2 separate regions of the Oncorhynchus mykiss genome follow, and region 2 is linked to region 1. A link is a contact called in public Hi-C data. All regions are on one chromosome and are shown on one strand. The core of a region is the stretch at or near the end of the contact, and the rest is flanking DNA. Distances in the headings are between cores, read along the strand shown.

Region 1 (6,216 bases), core at 1,485-3,984:
ATACATTGATGTATATAAATTTGCTTCATTGGCATGACGTATTGATACATTATGCCGGAGCACAATGTTACTCGCTCACTCTCACATTTCTCTGTCCATCTCTCAGCCTTTGTGTTATAGTTTATGTCCATCCTAACCTTACGTGAGTTCTGTGAGATGGGATGCAGTACACCCCCAGCCCAGTCCCAGTGTCCGGCTCAGATTCAATTACTCCAGTCTGTTTCACAGGCAGTCCTGAAGCCTGCTCACATTAACCTCATTTAACCTGAACTAACTGGACAGAAGCCTGGCCCTGCCTGCACACACACCCTGTAGCTGTCCAGGCCTGGAGCTGGGGAGCCAGCATCTACAGTCATATCTCTTAGCATGGCCAGGGTCTTCACGGGTCAGCGTGAGTAGGGGAAGAAGAGAGATGGGATGGGGGGGGGGCACATGGATGTTTCTCTTGCTCTGAAATGACGCATCACAGAGCTGCAACCCTGATCCAAAAATATGTCTGCTGCAGTGTTTGTTTGTATGTGTGTGTGTGTACAGTATGTATACGTTGCTTCTCCTGTGGATCAGTCCACAGAGTGAACATTTCTTTAATCACGTCGGAGCAGTGTCATACCGCATGCCTGGGCCCCGCTATCGCTGCTCACATCACAACCCCTGACACACAACACGTCTACTGTAGCTCTCTCTCACTCTCTCCCTCCCCTCTCTCTGTCTGACTGCACCTGATGTGGTTAGTCACTTATTGACCGATCAACAGGAAATAATCGGTTGAGAAAATGAGAGGGTTTTCTAGATCTATTTATTTCTCTGCCAGCGGCGTGTTGAGAGCTGTGTGGAACAGCAGCCTGTTGTAATCAGACAATGGTTGTTGTCGACATGTCACACTGCTCTGTCACACACACAGGACAAAGCCATAGCCTTCTCATTCAACTACGCGGTTTCTACACCGGCGTGGCCAGCCAAATGACCGACAACATTACACATCATAGGAGCACCTGATAATGGTTATTTGAAAGGATTTCAACACTTTAACATACTCGTTGTCACATTGTGTGGTATATTATATCTGTGTAAGAAGGGGTCATTGGTTGGAGACTTGGGACAAAATATGTGTTGATTTCACAAAGCTTTACAAACCCTGGGAGCCAGTTAAACAGTCATTGTTCCCTCATCTATTCTCTCTCGCGCTCTCTCTCGCTATATCTCTATTTTTCCCCCTCTCTCTCTTTCCCTCTCTCATCATCTCTCTTTCTCTGTTTCTCTCTCTCTCGTACAGCAACTGAACCACCCAAACGTGATCAAGTACCATGCATCATTTATTGAGGAGAATGAGCTGAACATTGTGTTGGAGCTGGCCGATGCTGGTGACCTCTCCCGGATGATCAAGGTAAGATATTTGATGCTCCCACACAGGTCAACCTTCCTCACTGGAATCCACCCTGGTGATCTACTACCCTGTTGACCCGCTGAAGTGGTGATCTCTGGTGCTGATCTACTGGCGATCCACTATAGTGATGGTCCACTACGGTGATCATAAACAGTAGGCCGCCATAGTGATCTACTTTTGCTTAACTCTTATGTCAAATGTGTTTGCCTGCTGTAATCTCTCATACAGGACAACTCTCCACCAGAACCATAGTATTCACATTCTTCACTCATGCCAGTGTAAAATTAGTGGTATGTTATGTATGTATGTATGTATGTATGTAAAACCCTGGGCAGAGCAGCCTCTCCATGTATAAATGATGCCTAGCCAGGGTGTATGAGCATCTCAACAAGCCCCTAGCACTCATCTACTGCAGCTCTCAATGTCCAACCATCCAATGCTGTCTCACACTGCAAATTAGGACAGCACGATTAGCACTGCCTGTGAGAGATACCACATGGCACACTACACACACCCGGGCACAGACACGTGCTGACACACACGGACCTACACACACAGGTCTTCCTTCGCTCCTGCCCTCTCTTCAAATCATTTGTTTTCCTAATTAAACTGTGCCAGTCTAGAGGTTGGTATCATGACTACGAACCTCTTCGCTCCCCCTTCACTGCCCTGCTGCAATATGAAGTAAATACACCATTCTTACACTGTGGTGCCCCCCCCCCTTCTCTCCCTTCCTCTTCCTGGCACTTGCCCTGACCATCTCAGGATTCTAATAAAATCAAATGGTACTTGATTTGCATGCACTTACAGAATATTGCATGTGCAGTTTTTGCAGTGGAAGGAATGGAAGGCTTTCTTCTGCTTCCCCATTGACATCAAACACTTCTCTGATATGCTAATGTGGGGCAAGGGGAAGAATGGCCCACCATGCTGCCTTTGTTTGGATGTGGGCCAAGGTCTCTCTATTTCACACACGTGCACCTACGCAAGCGCACACACATGGGACGCACGCTGGGACAGACGCAAGCGCACACACACACATACACACACTGACAGATGCACGTGCGCACACACTTTCTTGCTATCATTCCTGTTCACTCTCTCTTTCTCAACTATTGTTCCCATTTCCTCTCTCTGTTTCTCGCTATCTTTTCCGTTCCGTCACTCTCTCTCTGCGCTCCATTTTTGCTAGTTTTTGCCAATCAGTATCCCATCCAGCACAGCAACAAAGCTAGCTCGCCAGTCCATTTCTCACCCGATTGGCTATTACGCCGCCCTAGCTGATAGTTTGCATAAACTTTGTCCCATCACTCGTACCATTGATTTCCGGTAATCCTGTCGCACGGTGACTGTTTCTGTGACCTCTGAAACAGAATGAAGTCATAATCGACCGCTAGGAGCTGCTGGGAGGGTGAGGGGGTTAGGGAGAGGGGGTTAGGGTTGTGGGAATTGTGTGTTGTGTAGTTTGTGTGTGACTGGTTTACATATATATGTAGGAGCTATATACCAGATGTGAGCGTTTTGAACATAACCCCAAAATGCCTTTTCTCTGGTTCTGAGAACTAATGTGCTTTCCATCGCAGCATAATGAAAATGAGAAAGGGCTCGGTATGAGAAAGAAAGAGTGAGCGAGAGGAGGGAGGGGGGGTGGGGGGGGGGGGGGTAGAAGGAAAAAGGGACAGAGAGAAGCAGAGCGAGGGGAAAGAGAGAGGTCAGGGAGAGGGTAGCGAGAGAGGCAAAAAGAGAGAGGTCTGCATCATATTAACGATGGAGTCAAATACATACAGAGGGACTCGAGGGGCTTAGCTAGTAAGTTGTGTATGTTAAGCTTGTGTATGTTGTCTGACATTGTTGTGCTGTGTGTATCTATGCAGCACTTCAAGAAGCAGCGGAGGTTAATTCCAGAGAGGACAGTGTGGAAGTACTTTGTCCAGCTGTGCAGTGCGCTGGAACACATGCACTCCCGACGGGTCATGCACAGAGGTACTACACACACACACACACACGCACGCACACATGCGTACACTTTTAACTTCAACTTGAACTATGTACCCTGTCCTCTCTACAGATATAAAGCCAGCTAATGTGTTCATAACAGCCACAGGAGTGGTGAAGCTGGGAGATCTGGGACTAGGACGATTCTTCAGCTCTAAAACCACCGCTGCCCATTCTTTAGGTAAGACACACACACACACACACACACACACAAACAAACACTTTTGTTTGACTATCCTTGTGAGGACCAAACAATTGATTCCCATTCAAAATCCAATTTTTCTTCATTCCTAACTCCTAAACCTAACCTTAACCCAAACCGTAACTTCTAACCATAAACCTAACCCCTATACCTAATTGTAACGCTAACCCTAAACCTAACCTCTAAGCCTAAAATAGCCTTTTTCCTCGTGGGGACCAGCAAAATTAAGCCAACTAGTCCAATTTTCATGGATTTACTATCCTTGTGAGGACTTATGGTCCCCACAATGATAGTAAAACCAAACATGCACACACCCACACAGTAAGGGGGGGATGTGTTTCATTAGCTGGTGCAGCCCAGAACCATTTGTGTGTTATAAAGCTGGGGGGTTAGGTCTTCTTATTGCAGCTTAGGGGCTGTCACCTCTTCATTTGCCAGTTTGTCACTTCCTGTTGCCTTGACCTCTGACTTCTGAACTGTTGTCTGGGCGGAACCTGTCTGAAACACACTTCGCCTCTGCTGCCGGATACATAGTGATGAAAAAAGTACCCAATTGTCATACTTGAGTAAAAGTAAAGATGCCTAAACAGAAAATGAGTAAAGTAAAAGTGAAAATCACCCAGTAAAATGCTACTTGAGTAAAAGTTTTAAAGTATTTGATTTTAAATATACTTAAGTATCAGAAGTAAAAGTATAAATACTTTCAAATTCCTTATATATGGCAAACCAGACGGCACTATTTTCTTGTTTTTTTTAATTTACGGATAGTCAGGGGCACACTCCAACACTCAGACATAATTTACAAATGAAGCATTTGTGAGTGAGTCCGCCAAATCAGAGGCAGTAGGGATGAGCAGGGATGTTCTCTTGATAAGTGGGGGAATTGGAGAATTTTCCTCTCCAGTTCAGCATTCAAAATGTAACGAGTACTTTTGGGTGTCAAGGAAAATGTATGGATTAAAAAGTACATTATTTTCTTTACGAATGTAGTGGAGTAAACGTTGTCAAAAATATAAATAGTAAAGTAAAGATTCCACAAAAAAACTACTTAAGTAGTACATTAAAGTTTTTTTTACTTAAATACTTTAAATACTGCCAATCCACAGCTCTGACTGCTGTAAAACAGTGGCCGACTGGCATGTGATGTGTTGTTGTGGGGATTGTGCCACTCTTCTCAAAAATGCTCAGTTAACATATTCTCACACTCTCAAAAACTTTCCCAGGACAGGATTTTCTCAAATAAACATGTAATGAAATTTACCATTTTAATTAAGAGAGAAAGTCATTACACAATTGTAAACTTTAAGACCCACACTGACAGTGTTCATTTAATTTGGAAAACAAAAACCACAGCGCCCTCTTCAGGTGGTCTGTGAGTAGACTGCTTCTTCAGCCCCTTGGTCAGGGTGGGAGAGGAGAGGAGCGTTTGGTTTGGTTTATTCGAATCGCCATTAGCTTTTGCCGAAAAGCAGATTCCTAGGGTCCACAAAAAAACAACACAGCAAGTAGCAGAACAATGATACACTGATAAATTTAAAATTAAACAATCTACAAATAATACAACTAAAGAATGTGTGTGTTAGTGTGAAAGAGTATGTCTGTGTGTGCGTGTCATTTCACTGTCTCTATTGTGCCATGAGATGTTGTTTTATAAAGAAATGTAAAGGTAATTTTGCTGTTTGCTTCTCTTTCATTATTAGATGTTTTATAAAAAAAATATGATGCTTCACTGTTCAATGTTGTCATTTCACTTCTGAGTGTTTCCACTATGCCAGTGAAATAGTCATTGAAATGATTGGCAATATCGTAAGGCTTTTTATAAATCACCCACCAACTTCAATGAATGATGGAGATCATTTGGGTTTTCTGCCCATGATATCATTTAAGGTACTGAAGTCTTTTCCCTTTGTGGTTTATGTAATTTCTTCTTCTTTTTGTTAAGTTTAGTCAAACATTCGTCAATTTTGAGTATGTCAACCAATCAGCTGAGCAGCCTGACTTGTTTGCCAACTCTTTCGCATAATTTTTTTGTACCGTACCATTTTTCAATTCGCCATCAATCTAGGGGTCTCAGTTTTCACAGCAAATTTTTTAACAAGTGCATACTTGTCAGTAGTAATTGTACAAATATTTCCAATGCTGCATCTGGATTCACTTCCTCATACACATCAGACATTTTTGGAGATGGCTCCCAGATGAATCTGTCCCTGTGCCCATCAGGAAAACCCAGACATAAAATGTTTATTACGTAAGATGTGTTTTAACTATAGAGAATAGGCCATCTATTTCTATTCTTCCTGAATTTTTATTATGGACATGGTTTCGTGATTTCACAACTGTGTTACAGCTCTATATTTTCAATGCTGCATCTGGATTCACTTCCTCATACACGTCAGACATTTTTTACATCTTCAACAAAACATTTTGTGTGATCTATTATAAATTACTTTAGGCCCACAATTTGGCGTTTTGGCTTTCCTTGTTATTGCCACAATTTTATGGCCACTACAGTAATATATATTTTCTTGAAGCAAAGTTCGGCAGCATTAGTGAAGATATGATCAATACCTGTGACAATGGACGCCACAGACCCAACACAATTGGTATTCACTCTAGTTCGTTGAGTTACAACCTG
Region 2 (6,126 bases), core at 1,099-3,598, 110 kb before region 1:
TCAAACGTTTTCTGTAAGTCTTCACAAGGTTTTCACACACTGTTGCTGGTCATTGTAAATGAGAATTTGTTCTTAACTGACTTGCCTAGTTACATTTTTTTTTTAGTATCAACTTTGCTGTGGGGTCATTGGAAGCTGCAATTTTGAAATATAATTGTAACATTCTCTTAGAAGAACTATATTGGTGTCACGACTTCCACCGAAGGTGGCTCCTCGGCGTCACCGGTCTACTAGCTGCCACCGATTCCTTTTTATTTTCTGTTAGTTTTGTCTTGATTGTTTTCACCTGTTACTTATTTGTTGTTAATTATGGCCTATCTAAACTTCCAGGGCCCGCCTGCTTTTGTGCGGGCTTATTCTCACTGTCAGTGGTGAAATTGTTTTGCTTATACGTATTTTTCTGTCTGTTATTTTCCCTGGTTTTGGTGACATACCTGATTATTGGTCATTTTGCCTGTTTGTTGGCTAGACCCAGCTTAATAAACGTAGGCATTGGAAGCATTGCTCTCTGCGCCTGACTCCACACCCACCACTCCTAGCTATTCGTGACAATTGGCAAGCCAATTCAAGCATTGCCAATATGCCTAACTTTAATAGTGTCTTTAGTAGAGCATTTTGGCCAGTTTGATGGTAAAGAGAATTTGGTGAATAATTTGAATGGCCTTATACATCTAAGCAATGACTGAATATTATCTCAGGGTTACCTTTTGAAAACTTCTTAGGTCAAAGAAAAAAAGATGGTTTGAAGTTATAAGACGTATGTCAGAGTTTGAACATGCAACTCTGATACTTGTACTAAGGTACTATGTGAAAGAATCTCACAATGATGTTCCTATTCCACAACATGTCACATACCCAGTCAGTGAAAATAAGGAAATACAGTCTAGCCTATGAGCGTATATTGAGTTCACTTCTGTCACAAAACTTTTGTCATCCAATGAACTCAAATGACAGTGTGGCTTTAAGGTTTTTCTGAACAATAAATGTACATATGTAAATTGATTATATATAAAATGTAAAGTACTGAGAACAGTTGCAAATGCAAATTGATCTTAATTTTTAGGACAGAGGAATCTCTTAAAGAAGAAGTTACAGGTCTGTGAGAGCCAGAAATCTTGCTTGTTTGTAGGTGACCAAATACTTATTTTCCACCATAATTTTCAAATAAATTCTTTAAAAATCCTACAATGTGATTTTCTGGATTTTTTTCTCATTTTGTCTGTCATAGTTGAAGTGTACCTACGATGAAAATTACAGGCCTCTCTCATCTTTTTAAGTAGGAGAACTTGCACAATTGGTGGCTGACTAAATACTTTTTTGCCTCACTGTATGTGTGAATGGTGACAGAATATTAACCCCAGCTGTAGGTCCATTTGAGTGTGTGCGGTCACTTTGGCCTGCACATCAACCAGTTCTGGGAACATTCAATATTTGGGCTGCTTGCTCTCAAAGTGCTGCTTGAATATCTTCAGGCTTGTGTCTATTAAAGGTCAAGTACAAAATAGAGGACCTTAATCTGTGGCTTAGATTGAATTCAAAGTTGACACAAATGATAAACTAAGCAATAAGATGCAACAAACTACAACACATATGAAAGACTGTACGACACAGGCCAAGTTTCCCAAAAGCATTTTAAGGCTAAGTTCATTGTTGGAACCTTCGTATGAGCATCGTTAAGTCTCTGAGCTGTTTCCCAAAACCATCATTACTAAAGTGGCACTTGAAAACCATAGCAGGTATGACTAAATAAGGTTACATAACCTTGTCTACTTGCTATAACAATTATCTGCTGTCCAGAGGGTAACAGAAAACAGATCAATGACTTCCTGCAGTAAAGTTTGTACACTGTTGACTCAAGAGAAGATGCTAATCAGCAAATCTCTTTAACCTTTCAAAAAGCCAGACCAAAATAATTCAGCTAGCTAGGGTAGCGACAAGTAATACTTGAAGTACCCACCCCTCACCCACAGGCACAAACAAACATCAAAAACACCTAGCTTCACCAGCAACATTAGCTAGATAGTTAACTAGCAAGCTAGACTGTTGGTTTATAAAAGCCAAGGAAAGCTAATTTTATAACCAATTTCTCATGCATTTAAATAGCTAGACATATAATTTCTGGGTATAATTTGTGGAACATTCCAACAGAAATCTGTTCCAAAAACTTTGTAAATAACAAGGTTGCCAACAAACAACACATTCAAAGTTGTATAGGGGCAGAATAAGATACCGTGTGGGCTATTCAATTACGTAAATGCAGACAAATGTATTGATAAACATCTAAACGTCACTTCAGGATAAGCCTACTCGAAACACAGATGTTATTTGAAGACGTTCTAAAATCCGCTATGGGAAAAATGAATGGGGGAAAAAACAATTGGAACCATTTCCGTATTTGACCGCTAGGTTTTATGGGCATTGTGATTTATATTGCGGTACTCTATAGGCTACTACTTCTGATACCTGTAAATCTGCCCTTAAAGATCACTGAAAATAAAAAAATAGCTACTTTCGTTTCACGCCAGTGGTATTTGACAGTTCCCCTCAATTCTCTGACGTTTACCCCGCCCCATCAATCCTGGGTTGTTTACAATACTGCCACAGGCCAGGAATGGTAAGGGGCTGACGGACTCTTTTGGAACATACCTCGTCAACTAGCTACTTTTACGATAGAGGTCGTCTCTGAAAAGTATTTGCGCACAGGGAAAGGTGCCACGCAAGAGCGGCCCGGCAACTCGACTGCAGCACGACCTTGGATTGGAAAAGTAAGCACCATCGCCACCCGAAAATAACAGTAGCGAAGCTCCCACTTCCTGGTAAGAATGCAGAAGTTTGCTAGCTAGCTAACGTTAGCTAGGTTCCAGTGTCCATACCATTGCCACATGTAAACTAACGTTGGTTAACTTTCACAAACTTATCGAATATGCTAGCCAGCTAACGTTAGCTAGGTTCGAGTGTCCATACCATTGTCAAATGTAAAATTTAACTAACGTTAGTTGGTTAACAAACTAAGCGAATTTACGGGGTAATTTCTTATTATTCCACGGAAAGTTAAAGCAAACAATATTAAAGTAATGCGACTTCACTTTTCATCGTACTTTAACTAACTCGCTATCAATCCATCTGTTTTATAGTGTATCTTGCACGTTACTAATAACGGTATGTACTGTCAACAGTTAGCTAGCTAGGTTGTCAGGTGTTGTATAATGATATAGCTAATGTGCTATCTAGGTAATATAACGTTTGTCGTCAGTTTAGTGTATGCCAATATTTTTGCTTTTCCAAACTTTTGACAGCCTGCCCTGTGTTTCAGTTCTCGTGTCTTGTCTGATGTCACAATGGAAATATGGGGTTATTTCAGAACAGTTATAATTCACAGACGGGTTGTCTGACAACGCCACGAAAATGATGTGGCCGGAAAGTGTGCGTTGTTATGATTCTGAACGTTGTCATGTCTAGATGGGATCCAGCATTTGTCAAATTTACAAAACAAGTTTTTAGCATTGTAGCTAATCCTAACCCTTTTCCTAACCTTAACATAATTCCCCGAACCTGCCATGTGTATTCTCCTTATCTGCTGCGTACGTTCTCCTAAACCTGCTACGAAAAGTAAATTATTACAAAAGCTTCTAGCCATGGCCTATTAATGGTCAGATAATTAGCAATAATGAAAATAAGCTGCCTTGTGGGGAATAGCAGGCCAGGAACTGCCAGATGCAACAAAATTACCTGGAAGTAAAGCTGCATTGGGAGCCAATTTTTTTTAATGGAATACATAGATCAGGGTGGGGAAAAAAATAATTAAAACACAATTTAAATGTGTTTTCGGAAGGGCTGTGGTCACCATTCATGTAATACATTTAAATGTTTCATCAGGTAGTATTGAGGAGCTATTTCATAGTTTTTTCATAGGTACACTATTTTCCTATTTCAATCCTATGCTTGGTGTGACTTGTATGGACAGAGCAGACCATCTGATATGCCCTTAAATATTATGATATGCAACCTGGAATCAAATTTTAAGAGGACCAGTGTTATATAGCGAGGGAAAAAAATCTCACATCTGTGCAGTTTGCAAGCGATGTTGTTTGGCTACATTGTATTGTTGTTTCCTTTCCAGAGTGTACTGGTTGTATTGTGTCATTTTGCTTGACTGAGAACCACAGGTTTCGGGCTGTCCCCAACCACAAAAAATGTTGGTTGAACGAAAGTGTTCTTTCAACTAGGAATCGGCCAATATTAGCTAAAAATTCCAACATCTGTATTGGCCCGATGTCTAGTTTAACGGCAATGTGCAAGACCGATGTCAAAGCTGATATAACGTAGATGGATGATGTAATGACGCCACAAAAAAATATAGCGCTACAGGTGCAACACAGCATTCCTAACCTAGCCCACAATGTCTGCTGTGTGGGTCAAGCAGTCATTTGAAAGAGTAAGACAATTCCAGCGAGACAACTCAAGAAAATTTAATTAATTGCCCTTGACAATCAACTGTTCTCTGTCATGGAAACTTTCCTAGAAGGAGGGTAGGGGGAGGATTCTATCATCAAATGTATTTCTTAGTTACTTAGGTTGGCTGTATCACAACCAGCTCTGATTGGTTGCAATTTCAGTTTAATCCACCAGAAAAGAAAAAAACAAATAATACGACAAAAAGTATTATTATTATGTATCACATCCGACCGTGATTGGGAGTCCCATAGGGCAGCGCACAATTGGCCCAGCGTTCCTCTCCCTCTAAAAACATAAATAAATGTTTTGGCCTTTACAAATATTATTTTGGCCTTTTATTCAGATTACAATTGCTCACTTTCATTTTTTTGAAAATGAAATAACCTCCAAAATATCGTTCTAATTTATGAAGTCGATGGCAGAAATGCTTCTCAAAGATGCCCTCTGGAGGTCAAACTAGCACTAACTAGCTTTAATGGCTGACACTTAAATAACGTGCCATAGAATTATGCGGCACGACGCAAGCTGTGCTGCAGAACGCTGCAACTTTTAAATGACGAACCACTGTAGACCTGTTTTGACGTTTCCACTGGTTCAGAGCGTCCCATTTATCCCTTTCACGCTGAGTGGTTATCAAAAGTGAGTGAGCGAGCCGGGAAGATTTTTCAAATACATTAAACTCAATGGATGTAAAAACAGACTTTGTTTGCTTGCTGTTCTGAGATGAATAAAAAAATTGATTTGAGAAGCTCCACAGCTCATTAGTGGTGTTGCTTTAAGCCAATCAGAAATACTATCAGACCCCCACATTTGGCACATTTAAATGCCTACATTTTTGACTCACCACCTGGATTTGGTCTTATGTAGCAAAATGTGAAATTGTATTTGCATTTTTTTTTTTTTACAGTGGATAAAAGTAGACTCAGAGCTACAAAATGGTATATCATACACTGCATTTGTGGAACAATGGGGAAGTAATAATTCTTTGAAAGTTGATGAACTTGTAAACTCGCTTTTGAGAGAGTTTCGCCTTTTGAATTTCTTGGTATCTAGTGAAGAGCTCCTCTTTGTCTAAACCCATTCAGCGTCGTTTACACCCTTTTAAGCTTCAGCACCACCCATCTCATTTCGCTCTCGGTGCGCACACTTTATTTATTTACCTCCTGATAACATGAAAACAGCCTAACCAGCTCTGCTGGCAACCATTTCATTACGCTTTTTTGCAGATGTTTACCGACAATGGCCATATTCAACGGTGTTGTAGACACGTCACGTAAGGTTAACTAACAAGCCAGCCAGCTAACGTTAGGTAGTAAACCTTTCTAGCGCAGGCGTTCCGCTAGCGACCCACCTCGACAACATCCGGTGAAATTGCAGAGCGCGAAATTCAAACTACAGAAATATAAGTATTTAACATTCATGAAAATACATGTTTAATACTTAAAATAAAGCTTAATTTCTTGTTAATCCAGCAGCTGTGTCAGATTTAAAAAAGGATTTACGGCGAAAACACACCATGCGATTATTTGAGGACAGCGCCCCGCGTAGAAACCAGGCAGGTGCGACACGAAAGTCAGAAATAGCCATATAATAAATGCCTTACCTTTGAAGATCTTATTCTGTTGGCAACCCAAAAGGTCCCAGTTACATCACAAATTGTCCTTTTGTTTG

The links. Hi-C and Micro-C count contacts between places; a contact is called where the count stands out from the background.
Region 2: a contact with region 1 is called in a Hi-C map of liver, with 2.9 times the contacts expected there. The contact joins the promoter of LOC110521834 here to the enhancer-like site in region 1. A contact is called at or near these places in 2 of 3 Hi-C or Micro-C datasets (blood and liver).

The regions. Positions count from the first base shown.
Region 1 is chr30:42,120,884-42,127,099 of USDA_OmykA_1.1, reverse strand. LOC110521834 (serine/threonine-protein kinase Nek7) reads left to right here. Exons shown (of 9, transcript XM_036968925.1): 5 at 1,274-1,384; 6 at 3,259-3,367; 7 at 3,453-3,560. Among protein-coding and RNA genes, the nearest start is that of LOC110521834, 110 kb to the left of the region's middle. Within about 2 kb of position 2,734, at least 1 of the 11 cell types and tissues checked has an H3K27ac peak or open chromatin away from gene starts, as enhancers often do. A contact at or near this core is called in liver, where this site is marked.
Region 2 is chr30:42,227,084-42,233,209 of USDA_OmykA_1.1, reverse strand. LOC110521834 (serine/threonine-protein kinase Nek7) reads left to right here and starts at 2,348. Exons shown (of 9, transcript XM_036968925.1): 1 at 2,348-2,816.